Regions from separate parts of the Mus musculus genome. Here region 1 is linked to region 2. Evidence: chromatin contacts called from public capture Hi-C data. All regions are on one chromosome and are shown on one strand. Each heading gives the region's core, a stretch centred on a gene start, on an enhancer-like site or on the middle of the called end of the contact. The rest is flanking DNA. Distances are from core to core; before and after follow the strand shown. Region 1 overlaps Gli3 (GLI-Kruppel family member GLI3). Region 2 overlaps Gli3 (GLI-Kruppel family member GLI3).

Region 1 (7,426 bases), core at 3,989-6,488, 230 kb before region 2:
AGGTAAGAATCTTAGCAACTCCCTTTGAGCAAAGTTATTGACTAAGCAGATTAACTTTGAGTGAGCAGTCTCAATCACTGGGCTCACGACTCTCAAGTCAGAGTGGCCAGATACAATGGAGGGGGATGGTGTCATCCCTTGACATGTTCATCTGGGTTTTTCTTAATGAGTGCTTGGCTCTGGGAGAACAGGAGAGTGAATGACATACCATGGGCTTCTCAGCCTTGACAGTCTTCACCTGGAGGCACTCTTCCCGCTTTGAGGTAGTGTTGCTCAGCTCCTTCTGCTCACCAAATGCTCCCTGAGTTGGCCGGCCAGGGGACCTGGACTGTGAATGGCTGCCGGAATCTCTCGGGGGTGGAGGCCGAGGGTGCATGTCCCCACGCTGCTTCTTGGTAACATGAGCCTCAGGGCCATGCACAGTCTTCACGTGTTTCCGGAGAGAGCTGGGGTCTGTGTAACGCTTGGTGCAGCCAGGGATTTTGCATACATACGGTTTCTAGCAAATTCCACAAAAAGAAATTGTTGATGAATGGCAATAAAAGTGATTATGACTTGCAGTTGCTCAGTACAATTCTAATTCTTGCAAAAGTACTTCCACAGCATTTAGGTACCTCACAGGTCTAATGACTTAGAAAGCCTATTTGATATTGCTCAGTGTCCATAGAATCTAGCTTAATAGGTATTATTTAGAGAGCTCTGTAAGTAGTAATAGTGTATAAATTGCCTTTACATTGTTGGAAGCATTTATGCTGTGAGTGGAAGTATCATGGCTCTCCATCTACTGATGATGATAATGGAGAGAGGCTTACAAGAAGATGATATCAGGACAATTTTATACATCTTACAGGAGATGTATGTGTGAAGAAATTTATTATCTTGGTTCTGCGATATAATAATTCTTTGCTTTGAAAATGTGCTATTTGTACAAAGGTATTATAATAAGAAGAAATAAAACTAAGCTGCCCAGAGCTGTTCTCATGTTGTTTAATGAAAAGTGCTCATTTGGGTAGCTGGGTAGCCTTACAATTGTTTGGGGTTCAGATGTAAAAATTCTCAGAAGGTCTCTGGTCTCTAAAGTTGTAGCCTCATTACAGACTATCCATATAGCCCTCAAGGCTCATGATGGATTTATGGAAAACCAGTCTCTCAATTTGCTTTCCTCTGACTTTCCAGGTCTACACAAGGCAGAACTACTTCCTTCCTGCTAATTTTATTTTCTCCCTGAGTTGTGTACCATGCCTCCTGATACAGTAGGGGCATTTATATCAAATTATTCATATAGATTACAGAACTGATCCCTTTGTTAATCAGCAATGTTAGAATGGTGATTTTGTTTTCTTGTCTGCCAAAATAGTAGCAATGGGATAATAATGGGATGCTAAGGGCTCGACATCCACAAACTTAACTGACTTCAGATTGAAAACACTAAAACTTCACACCTGTAGTGTGAAAACCTTATACATGTAGCAACCATGAGTAGATAGTTCTTGTTGCTATTCCCTAAACAATATCACAGCTATTTAAATGGCATTTACACTGCAGCATGCATTAGATGTAATCAGAAGTATGAGAGAATATCTATCTATCTATCTATCTATCTATCTGTCTGTCTGTCTGTCTGTCTGTCTGTCTGTCTGTCTATCGCAGCACTTTATTGAAGAGACTCATGTATTCTCAGATTCTGGTGTGGGTAGGGGTTCCGGACATGCTCCCTTGCTGAAAGCCATGAGAGGATTATGTACTTCCATCTCTGTGTACCAGAAGGTGAGCTAGTATATAAGAAATCATCATGAAAAGCATGATTAAAATAATATATCTCTTATCCTTGCTGAACACCCTGTCTTGCAGAATGCATGTCTAAAAGATGCTTTTTCACTAAAAGCCTAAGGCCAGAATGAGAGCAACCTAAAATGCCGAAATTCTGTAACGTAGAGAAGCGAAGATTCCGAACATTATCCTGAGAGACTTTACCTTCAAATGTAAGATTCAGTTGGATAGAATTGATTCCCATTAACTACAAATTATGTCTACTCAGGGGCTCTGTGATTTGCCGCATATACACGACGAAATGAGAGTGCAGGATTTCATGCATTAGGGACAGAAGAATGGCTCTGACAGTTAGTGCCATTACCTTTGGGTGTTTGTATATCAACCCTGTGCTTGCTCAGGGCACTGATGGGACAGGCTGCTCCATCAGCAGAGTGCCTGATGCAGGTGTGTGGGCAAGGGGAGAGAGGACAATGACAGGGCACAGGACGGGGACAGGAAGAGCTACTCTTCCTATAAACACACTCATGTGCATATTAAGATTAGCCTGGAAATGAGTTCACAGCTGATGGGCAATGAGCACAGAGAAGTTCATCAGAACTAGCATTTTCAAGCACACCTGTGACCATGTACCCTTGTATATGAACATGCACATTAAATGTCACCTACAAAACCCCATAAGAACACAGGTTCTTGAAGTTTATGCTTTAAAACAAACCACATAACCACAACTATGGAGCCTGTGATAGCAATACAATGCCAGGATGATAGCAGACACACTAAGGGGCCAACTTCTCATGTCCTGGACATTCATCCTCAGGCATGATGGTTGCCATTGTGACTTGCATACTCAGGTACCTTTGGAAAGCAACTGATGCATTTTCTCCTGACTATACAATTTATCAGACAGAGGAATAAGTTCTTTTTCCACAGCCTACACTAGCTGTGAATTCTCTCACATCAGCCACCCAGGTGCTGGGATTACAGCATTGAGCTACTATTCCCAGATAAATTTTATTTTTCACTGAACATCAAATGAGTACTACTATATGCAAGACTCCTGCACACAAAGATGTGTAACCTCAATAAAAAGATCATTTATGTAATCCCTTATATTTTGTATGCAGAATCTTCTTTTCTGGTAGGAAAAATGAGACCATGTAATCATTTATAGTATAAAGTATGAATCCCAAAGATGTAGACAACTGAGGACTCCTTTTTTGGTTGGGATAATCCTGGGAGGTGTGTCAGTTAATAAAATCTGCGCTTAACTTCCATCTCACGTGTACATAAGATGCTTATAACCACACATGACCCATATAGTAAACACTTGCTCAATGGAGCATTTCTTATGAGGAAGCACTTCAGCTAGGTAGCGAAAACAAAGAATGAGATTCTGTGGAATAAAAGCAATTAACAAGATGATGCCAAAAATGAAGGGTCCCTAGAAAAGATCCTGCTCATGAGTGGTCCGGAGCATGGGCATAAATGTGGCTCCAGGAGGAATACAAACTGTATGATCTAGAATGGGGAGTCCTTTCAGAGGTCACTGCTATACAGCCCAAGGGCCCTGAAAGATCATGAACAAAGTCATAGACAGAGAAATGCCACGACAGCTTTTCTGTTATGTAAGAGACCTGCTGTCTGGATCTACCCTGCTGAATTCTTAGCTCTACCTAACATAGCAAAAAGTCTTCACAGTCATAAATAAGACAATAAATAAACGCAAGTGCGTATCAGGATTTATTTAAGATGGGCTAACTTGCCTACAAGAACCTGGATTTCCAGGACAGGCCTATCTTCTGTATATGTGAAACTGTGCCAGCTTCTATACTCAAAACCTAAGAGTCTCATACATGTTATAGAGAAAAATGACTTGAATGTGAGTGAATCTTAATTAAGTGCTATTATCAAGGTAACCCATTTAAATAAGTTCCTCATTCCTGGTAATAACATTATTGCCCAAGTCATCTTCTAGTTTCCTGAGATGTTCAATTCTCATATAATCCTGTATTTCTTAATCTCATCAAAGAAAAAATAAATAACTAGACCATACCTAAAATAAGCAGATGTCTGTACATGTTTTAAATTCATAAAAAATGAAAATCTATGTATTTGTGCATCCCTGTCTCAATATATTCACTGACCAAATTTCTCTACAGCAGGAGAGGTTGGCCTAAACTTTACAAAAGGAATGAATGCCTTCTTTTACTTAAGTATATGAAAGATAGCTAAATTTAATTACTATGTTAATTGAAATTCCAAGCAGAGGTTTTCAACTCTATGAATTGAAACTGAGGTTGAAAAAAAAAAAAAAAAAAAACGAACTGAGGACATTCTTCATGTTGTGTAATAAACTAGAATATTCTAGCACTCCAAAATCAGCAGCCTGCTATTTCCTTGGCCTTAAGTGTTAACAAATACCAATCTATTTTGTCTCCATGGATTTGCCCATTCTAGACTCCCTAAAATGTTCCGGTGGCTATTATATACAGAAAAAGCTTTTAACATTATAATAAAAAATGAAATTTGTCTTCCTAGGTCATTAACAGGAGATTCAAAATGACCTGTCCTTTCTTATCATACCATGACCTTTCGAAAGAGCTGGGGTCTGTGGACCTGGGTCTGTGGACCTGCAACTGTTGAGTTTCAAGTATTTTAGACAGTGTAGATGATCTCATTAAAGGTCATTTTAATCTGTTTTATTCTATCACCACACTATTCCCCCTACCTCTGCTTAAAGCCAAATGGCTCCTGAGCAAAGTGCCTCACTTGGTTTAGATATTGCAAGGCTGTAAGAGTAGCCTACAACTGATGATGTCATAATGGCCACTCTGAAGTTGCACACATGCAAATTTCTCCATTTGCAACAATGTTTCAAATCAAGCAAGGACACATGTGGCCGGCCTGAACTACAATCTCATTTCTATCCAAAATGAGGGAGCTTTATTAGGCTTGGTATATTCAAGGGAGTTTACAGAGGAGCCAATATTCATCTACAGCTCCCAAGAAGAAGTTCTACGCTTTTAGTCAGATATGCATCAAAGCCTAGCTAATGCAAATCTGTAACCATTTTTATACTTATCAGTAGTCTGGGGACAAATGTCTTAAAAATAATGGCAATACAACACAAACCACTATGATAACAGACTTAAATATTAACTGGGCTTCTAAGAATATCTTCCAAGGTCCTCTGGAATTTAGATCTCTATAAACTGTTTTTAAGCTGTTTGCTTGATGAAAATAATTTTAGATATCATGCATGTGATGAAACTGCTCTCTCCTCGAAAACAAATACAATTGGATGCTTTTAGGAGTGAGCTGTCTGTCACCTGCCACTGTGATGATTCTGAATGTCTTGAAACAGTACCAGGTCTTACTTTGTGTGGGACCATGCTATTAGAGCAGGCAGCCTGAACACTAAATTAAATGCTACTACTGTCTAGCCAGTAGATGGCAGGTCCGAGCAACAGGAAACTAAGTTCAGCAAGGGTTTTTATAGAATTTCTTCTTCGTCTGCATTACTCTCTAAACAGGGTTCATCCTTGAGGCCTCAAACCTTCATCTGCAGACGTGCAGGGCCTCAGAGCCCACTCACAGTTGAACAACCCAGAGAAAATAAAACAGAACACATCTACTGTACCAGATATATGCCACATGGAAGCTTACCTCATTGGAATGTGTTCTGTTTTGGTGCTTGGCCCGATCTGAAGCATTAGAGAAAGCCTTGTTGCAGCCCTCATGCTCACAGACGTATGGCTTCTCTCCAGTGTGAGATCTCAAGTGGGTTTTCAGGTTTTCGAGTCTTGAGTAGGCTTTTGTGCAACCTTCAAACTGAGGACAACAGGTAAATCTGGACCACTCTACACAATAGCAGCTGCAGCTTGTGTTCAGCCCCCTCTCCAAGTGGATAAAAACTTGACCTTTTAAGGGTCAGCAGCTTTTCAAAACCATGGAACAAAAACCCCACTAAACTCTGCATTTATTGGGATTCAGATGTGGCTTGGGGCAGCTGAAGACAAAGCGTTGTCAGTGCCTGTAAAACTCCCGAAGGCTTTTTTCCCCTCCTATTTTTTTTTTTTTAATAGACAGCTCAATGTGGACAATGAATTTCATTATCTGTTCATTGATCTCCTCCAATTCCCACTGATTTCAGATTCAGCACAAAGTTCATTAATATGGCTTTGTGTCCATACAAAGGCATGGAATTTGATCATGTTTATAAAGGCCCTTTAAGATGTAAAGTACCGGGGGCTGTGCAGCACTCAGAGCAACTCTAGAGAGAACTTAGTCTCACTGCAGCCCCAGCCTACTCCAGGGGCTTCTACGCACTGTAGCGACTGAGCAAGGATCGAGGAGACAGAACAACAGGCAGATGAATATGCCTTGCCAAAAGGCTTGGGCTCTTTTTAGATTTCAGAATTTACACAAGTAATATTTGAGACATAATGAAGACACAAGTCCATTTATGCTTCATACCATGTGCACACTAATAGTAATGTTATACAGCAGTTTTAATGCACGTGTGTTGTGAGCACAGTGGTTGTAAAGGTTATGAACAAGGCTTTCTAACTGGTACATTATGTCAGCACCCAGAGCCTTGTGCATGGTAGCTAAATGCTCTGATATGAACTACATCTGAAGCCCAGTGTGTTGAATTTTGTTTTTCATAAAGAATGCTCAACTTAGGGCCTGTAAGATGGGTCAGTGTACAAGCTGTGTAAACTTGACCACTAGAGTTTGATACCTGTAACACACCTAAAGGGGCAATAGAGAATCAACTCCATAAAATTATCCTCTGACCACTACATGCACAAATAAAAAAATTAAACTGAAAAATAAATCAACTCTGTGGTTTGTCCTGCAGTGTGCTGACCTGTGGGAATATGGCAGACACAGAAGGCATGGGCTCGTGGAGCCAGTCACCTATGCCTGCCTGTCACTCTGCAGAGATGGCCTGTTTAAAGCTCAGCACTAAGGTACTCTACAAACAATGCTCTGTCTCTCTTCTCACTACCCTTTCAGATCCTGGGGTCAAGAGCATGCAAACCCCTTGAGAACAGGAAAGGCCTAGAGAGCAAAGTGTCACACTCGCCCGTGTGAGGGGACACTGAGGCTGTCAGGTATGCACTTACTGTACATTTGTGAGGCTTCTCCCCAGTGTGTCTTCTCATATGCACTACCAACATGTACTGGGCTTTGAACGGTTTCTGCTCTCGTGAACAATCAAGCCAGCGGCACACGAACTCCTTCTTTTCTCCATGAATGTGGTCATTATTGATATGCTGGGGTTGAGGAAAAGAGAAATAAAATTAAAATGTGTTAGCCATATCTCAGAGAAACAAAAGGAAGTGAAAATGCTCAAATTTGAGCTTTGAAGATTATACAAATAACTTCACTACATCACAGATTTTTAAACATTCGAGTATATACATTTCTAAGTACATTTACTGTTGGTAACTGCCTGAAGCCAGCACGGGAACCATGATTGGGAGCAGGCTTGGCATCCAGAAAGGAATACTTGACCCTGAAATCTGAAGAACACTGGGAGTACATGGGATATGGGGGTGGGGGAGGGTTGGACAGAACACACATGTACCCATGACTTTATAACAAAACTCAAGAAAATGCAACTTTGGTTTAGATTTGGGACAAC
Region 2 (7,151 bases), core at 4,422-6,921:
TTTTAACAGCCATTTCACAAAAAGAACATATACACAGCCACTCAGGGTTTTAAAAGGTGACTAAGTCCTTAACTCATCAGGGACAAATTAAAACCACAACTGGAGAGCGCTGTATGGACAACAGTAGGGCTAGAATTAAAATAGATCATGTTGGCGGGAATGAACAGCAAGGATGCAGACCCACTCAAGAACACTGCTCCGTAGCATACAGTAAGCTAAATATGCATACCTGAGGATGTACACATTCTTCAGTCCACACCCAGAGAAGATGTGTCAGGTCTACTGAAAGCCAGGCGCCTGAAAGCTGGTGTTTCCAGCAAGCAACCACAGGGAAGCTTCCCAATGGCCACCAGTGTCCGCATGAATGAAAGGCCAGGGTTTCTCGTTTGTCCTGGGCGTGGTCTTCACTGTGTACTCATTTTGGGAAACCATACTTCAATTAATAGCTTAATGAACAGTTGAGGTTTTAAACAGTCATATCTCATTAAAAGATATTTCACTGATGTTGGAATGTCTAAAAATGTTCCCGTACACAGCTGAATGGAAATGTACATGGATACATTTCTTGAAGCTAATTCAGTCAAGTGTACTCAGAGCAAGAGATTTGTTGAGAATGATTTTTCTCCCCATCATTATTTACTGAAGGGAAAAAAGAGGGAAAAAAAGCATATAACCAAAGACAGGGGACTCTCACAGTCTTTATGAGCAAACTGGAGGACGTTTAATGATATGGAAAAATGGTTCCTGCATGTGAACTAACCAGTACCCCCCCAGAGCTCGTGTCTCTAGCTGCATATGTATCAGAAGATGACCTAGTCAGCCATCACTGGGAAAAGAGGCCCCTTGGTCTTGCAAACTTTATATGCCTCAGTACAGGGGAACGCCAGGGCCAAGAAGTGGGAGTGGGTGGGTAGGGGAGCAGGGCAGGGGGAGGGTATAGGGGACTTTCGGGATAGCATTTGAAATATAAATGAAGAAAATATCTAATAAAAAAAAACTAAAAAAAAAAAGTAAATAGGAAAAAGACACTGAATAAAAAAAAGGAGGAACAAACATTATGTTCAAATGGTGAGGATCCAGGCCACGTTCATGATTCTCTTTAAGAATTTTCTAAATTTCCCAAACAGAACTCATTGGATGTAATAAACCAAGTTTGTGTTAAAGGAACAATATGAACAATACATCATTCTACAATGATCAGGTGCCTGGCTGCCAGGATGAAGAGAGGCGTAGTGTCCTTCTCAGATCTCTGTAGGTTCCATTTCTCACAGAAAAGCTTTCTAAAATGAATTACCACGCCAGCTGCCCCCATGATGACCAGTGCTGCTGGTGTTCCTGTGAGGAGTGACTGTGGGGTCTCTCCCCTGCTGTACAACCACTGGTGCCTAACTGTTCAGCTACAATGTTATCCAGTCTTTGCCTATGAATTCCTGCTAAGGGATTAAACTGAAACAAACGTTACTTCAGAGGGCCACAGTTTAGGGGTCTAGTAATCAAACTTTACTGCAGTTTTGGTTTTGTTTCCTTTTCTCATTGCAAAAGGTTTTTAAAAAATCTAAAAATCAGTAACACAAAAGTCTGCAAAGGCTGTAAGAAAAGATATAATGAAGTGTAACTGCAAAAGACCAGATGCCAAATCAAAATCCTCTATGAAGATATTCACAGGCTCTAGAATAGAAACCAGGGCTGAAAGTCTCAGTCGTACACAGTTACCAACCCTTCTAGGCCCACAAGCAGACACCAGGAAGATAAGGTCAGGTCAAAATGCCAGGTCAGTAAGAGATGGAAACAGGGCTACAGAGACACACACAACTCCCAGGCATAAGCAACCACACTCCTGTAATCATCTACACAGCAGGCAGAACTGGGGAAATCTCTCTGCACTGGTTCCTAAAACTGACATCTGGAAGTTATCTTTCAAAACATCCAAATTGTTTGATTTAACAGTGTGATGGTCTGCTTTGTCCTAAATAAAACCCTAAGTGATTTTCAACCTGAGATGGACCTACTCATGGAGTTTACACTGTTGAAGTTAAAGAGAATTCTAAAATACCTTTTTAAACTGAAATTTTATTAATTTATTCTTCTCAACCAGCTCTTACATAGCTGACATCATTCCTGCTATTCTATAGTCTTCTAAATTCCTTTAGAATTAAAGTGAATGTCACTGAAACAGAAGGTTGGAGGCAAAGAGTTCTTTTCATCTATGTGACCAGGTCCTTCATTTTTAGAGATAAGTGATGTCCAAGTATGAATCTCTTAAATTTTTAATAATGCATCCCCTACAGAGTTAGCGGGGTTACACTACTGTAACGCTGCATAGAAGTAAGATTCATCCTCATGTCCCTAAAATCTGGAGGCTGCCTTCCCACGGGTGTTCAAAGAGCATTTCTGATCACTCAGTATTCTCCTGGAGAAAATCTAGCAATACCCAGTGCCTTCAGTAAATAATATGTCATAAAACTCCTCAAGGTCCCAGGAGGTTAAAGGAACGGGGGGTGGGGTTCCAAAGGATCCCCAATATTTGAGGCCTGTCTGTAAACTTCCAGGATGGTTCATGTAATCCTTGTGCTGTAAAATGGCTCACTTCTCAGACATACTTACCACATCAGTAGTATTTGTTCATGACTAAAGGAGTAGAGCTTTCCAAGACACAGAAGCCTGAGAGTGCATGAAACAGAATTTCTGTAAAAGGTTAACCATTCTTTTTGGCTCTATAAGAACATATAATCTCTCACATCTAAAATGAAAATCCTCCAAGTTAATATAAAATACAAAACCATACTAACATATAATTGTATGTATAATTGGTACTTGTATCACTAATATACCCAAGCATTCCTTTCTGATGTTTCCATATTTAATAATTATTTTATCCCTGCCCCCAGTCCAATCATTAAAAAAATAAGAAGAAGGAAAATGAGCTGGAGAAATGCTCAGAGGTTAAGCATTTGCATTGTTCTTCTAAAGGACTCAAATTCACTTCTCAGTACCCCTGTCAAGTGGCTAAGCTGTATCTCCAGCTCCAGGGAATCTGGTACCCTTTCTGGTCTCCATGACCACTGCATCCACATATACATAGATAGCTACACAAAGACATACACATACCTACACACAGACACACACATACACACACCTAGACACAGGGACACATATATACATACAGACATACCCACAGGCACACACTTACGCATACCTGCACACCAGCACACACATACATATACCTACACACAGGCACACACATACATATACCTATACACAGGCACACACATACACATACCTATATAAGAGGCACAAACATACATATAATTTTAAAACAATAAAAATAAATCTTAAAAAGCACAGAAGTACCATTTCCTGCTAAACCAAGGAGTCCCAATGAGAACAAGCAATAGATGCTCTTAGTAATTTCTCTGCTATACCACTGCACATCTCCTGACCCAGAGTGCACAGCCTCTTTAACACTGCATTTGTCCAATATTCAACCAGTAACTATGTTGATGTGTATATGAATGGAGACAGACAAGAGAAAGAGTGATCATGGATGGATAGACAGGCAGATACATTTATATAAATTTATACACATCTTTTTCACTTTGAATTCCTCCCATCTACTTTATGGGTCAAACTAATGGACATTCTGACTTTGTGTAAAATACATCAAAGAAAATGCTTTAAATTTATGTGAAAAAGTTTCCTATTAAGATGGTAGCTATTTTTTTTTAAGCTTGATTCCTTTTAATTGTGGAAAAAAGCCCAAGGCTTTGTCAAGGACATATGTTTTCTATAAATCAAAACATAAATAAATATAAGATTATTTCACTGGGCATGCATATGGTTTTTGCTAAGTAAACTCTATTTATAAAACACCATTAGCCTATACAGGAACTGCTGTCAAAGTTTATAGGAAAGAATTTATTTATTTATTTATTTATTTATTCATTTATTTTGCTTTCTGTGTATGAGTGTTTTGCCTGCATGTATGCATGTATACCACATGCATGCCCATGAAAGTCAGAATAGGGTACCAGGTCTCCTGGAATGGAATTACAGATATCTGTGAGCCACCACATGTGTACCTCAGGAACCTAACGAGTCCTCTACAAGAGCAGTGAGTGCTCTTAATGCTGAGCCATTGCTGCAGCCCCAGGAAACCAATTTTCTACTGTTCTAAAATGTGCCAGGATTTGAAAACAATCCTAGGCATATTAGTTTGGGATTATTTGGTTTTTGTTTTTGATTTTTAGTGAGATTTGGCTTTAAACTTAATATGAAATGGGCCACGATCTATCTTCTGGTTCCTGGATGCTTGGAAGACATCTTTAACTGAAGAGTACAGACCTATTTTACCAGGAAGTATTTTACATTGTTGAAAGTCCCACTACTTTATGCCACTGTTCTATTCCTAAAATGTTCTTTTGATGTATAGGCAAAGATCTAAACCCAGGATTTTATCACCGCTGGTTGAGTAAAAGCTATGCCACCAAAAGGAGGCTCACGGAAGCATAGCAGGTTCAGATCTAAGGGGCACATCATTTTCTCTCCCATGCTCATTTTCACTCTCTGTTCTCCTCACACACAAAACACACTTTTCAACCCGGTTCAGAACTAAAAGTTTTCTGATTTAAAACAAAACAAAACAAAACAAAACAAAAAAACCAAACAAACAAAAAAAAAAACTTTGTTATAAGCAAGCATGTACCAAAAATCCTTGACAACCTACAACCAACCATGGAAGGCAGCAGAAATAATAGTGAACATTCTCCATTCTCATTTCCCTCTTCTTTCTTAGGGCTCAGTGCTTTCCAAAATAGCCCCTTCCCCTACCCTTTCAGTCTCTGCTGTAGGTAGAGCTAAGCCAGTGACTACAGTGCAGTTGTGAGCAGTTCCACTGAGACCTCTCTCTCACCCCATGCTCCCTCCCACACTGTACAGGGCTCCTCTCAGCATCAAATGCGTCTAGTTTTACTTGTAAAGATATAGTCACACAAAGAAAGAAGCTAACCTCTCAAAAGGCAAAGGGGAAATGTTAGGCAGTTCCCACAAAAATAACTCAGAGGACTTTAAATTCTGCATATGAAATACTTAAATTTCAAAATCAATAAAACATTTAAATCTTAACGTGCACCTATCTATATACAACTAAACTGGTTTAGAGACAAGGTCTTCATTCCCAAATGGCTTCCAATTGCACACAGAATTCCAAGTTCCTTGCACCAATTCACAGACATACTATTTATTAACGGTATAATTTAAAAAATGATGCTTATAAAATGTGGTCATCGTTTCCATAGGCTTAAGCACACTGGCAGGGCCACAGGTGTAGCAGCGTGGTCCACTTTAACAATTTTGCTGGTTAAATGCTAATAATCCCAAGTAAGCCTAGTTGTAGACACAAGTGAATTTGAAATTCTCAGAAAATGCCGAAGTCTCTGGAACTTCTGGTCCTAATCAATCACTGGAGATCAGTGACATCATTGATGCCTTTGATCACAGATCCTCTTTCAAGCTGGGATGGGCTGCATTGATCCTTGCTGGCACAGAGAAAGGAGAAACACCTAGGAGTGAAACCCACTGTGAAACCTAAGAAATCACCAGCATCCCCTCCCCTCCTTCGGGACAGGGGGAGAGGACATTCCAGGGCTGCCCAACCCCAAACAATAGAGCGCGCTCATTAAAGCCAAGCCTAATTCCCTCTGACTAGGACTCTCAGAACGTTTTCAGAGAGGAAGAGGTGATAAGCCACTTTTCTTTCAAAGAGCCTAGGTTATGAACCCTTGAGCTTCATCGTCTTAACCTACGGAGGACCATCCCTCAAGCTCTTCTGTGGAGGAGGTGTCCTGGGGAAACGTGTTTTGCCATTTTTCCCATCTCAAAGCACTCGTTATATAATAAGAACTTCCATGTCTACTTAAATATTTTATTTCAGGAAAACAGTACTATTTTTTCAAATCAATTTTGTTCTATCTCAATTTTTTTACTTAATGAATTGTTTAATAATTCTCTATGAGTCAAAAAGAAAAGTCTTAGATACAGTGTTGGTTTATACAACGCTCTCTACTTGAGCTGCTATCTGAATGCCCTCATCCAAAATGCTTACTGAGGAGATGAAAACTAACTGCTCCTTCGTCCGTGGAGCCCACTGATGTTTGTTCCTCTCCCACCCTTGTTTGTAATGCAGTCTAATTGAGCTTCAGAGATGCTAGTGGGATGTAGTTTATTAACTCCCTCATCAGTGATCAATGATTTCATTAATAAGACCGATAACAAAACTGTCATATCATCACCACTGTTATGAAAGATGAGCCTAGCTTCCTGCTCCATTTTCCAAGGTCTAGGGTTCTCTGTGGCAGCTCTGAGTCCATTCAATATTTTCCAACGACAGAGAAAAGTGAAAATCCATTTTGAAACCAATTTCAATTAGGATCCAGAAGCTGTTATCACAGATGTCGCAGAATGGGCCCGTAAGTGGAAATGTCGCCTATCCATTCTGAAATGAAACCTTATCAGGAGCTACAAAGATGGCTGGGGACAGCCTATCTGTAAATTACTTTTCGTCCTGTGTTAACTCAGCCTTAGCTCTGTCACATGGAATTCTTTCTATCCACTAGTAATAATCTAGTGACTAAGTAGACACAGCACCCCGACAAAGTCGGGCAGGGCTGCCCTCTTAAACATGGGTACAAATGCACACACACTTAGGCCCGCAGGCCTGCGAAACAATAGGCATGCTTTCATTGGTAGAATTCAAAGTTTATTATGGGAAATAAAAGAGGCCCATCTCCACCCATTGCATTCCTAGTGATTTTTCAATTGCAAACTCCAAGGCTCCGTTATTTCATTAATGCAGCACCCAAGTCAGGAGGCTTTTCTCTGGCATCTCACAGTCTCCTTTTAGCAAATTATCCCATGACGGCGGATTTATTCAGTCAAAGACCTCGGACTTTGAGAGGCAACAAAAGAATCAAGAGACTTTCTGGTCCACCTGCCTGGCGGATGATGAGGCAGGGGAAAGTCTCCCCCAGAGAAACCAATCAAACCATTGTGTGGCACAGTCAGACCTTTTCAGCTGTCAAGCTGGAGAGCTGAGAGAGATGAAAAGAACAGGGATGGAGCTACCATTTACAGAACCATGTGGGAATGGTCTCCGA

Evidence for each region. Capture Hi-C pulls out chosen DNA fragments and counts their contacts.
Region 1: a contact with region 2 is called in a capture Hi-C map of embryonic trunk, with 4 times the contacts expected there. The contact joins two enhancer-like sites. A contact is called at or near these places in 6 of 484 Hi-C or Micro-C datasets (the MC3T3-E1 cell line, embryonic fibroblasts, embryonic stem cells and 3 more), 3 of 115 datasets of contacts at active chromatin or transcription factors (embryonic basal ganglia, embryonic forebrain and embryonic midbrain) and 3 of 9 other capture datasets (embryonic stem cells, embryonic tail and embryonic trunk).

Annotation. Positions count from the first base shown.
Region 1 is chr13:15,713,128-15,720,553 of GRCm38.p6, reverse strand. Gli3 (GLI-Kruppel family member GLI3) reads right to left here. Exons shown (of 15, transcript NM_008130.3): 11 at 6,906-7,055; 12 at 5,440-5,604; 13 at 209-499. Among named protein-coding and RNA genes, the nearest start is that of 4933412O06Rik, 86 kb to the left of the region's middle. Within about 2 kb of position 5,238, at least 22 of the 459 cell types and tissues checked have an H3K27ac peak or open chromatin away from gene starts, as enhancers often do.
Region 2 is chr13:15,486,006-15,493,156 of GRCm38.p6, reverse strand. All of the region lies in intron 2 of Gli3 (GLI-Kruppel family member GLI3), which reads right to left. Among named protein-coding and RNA genes, the nearest start is that of Gm6556, 25 kb to the right of the region's middle. Within about 2 kb of position 5,671, at least 18 of the 459 cell types and tissues checked have an H3K27ac peak or open chromatin away from gene starts, as enhancers often do.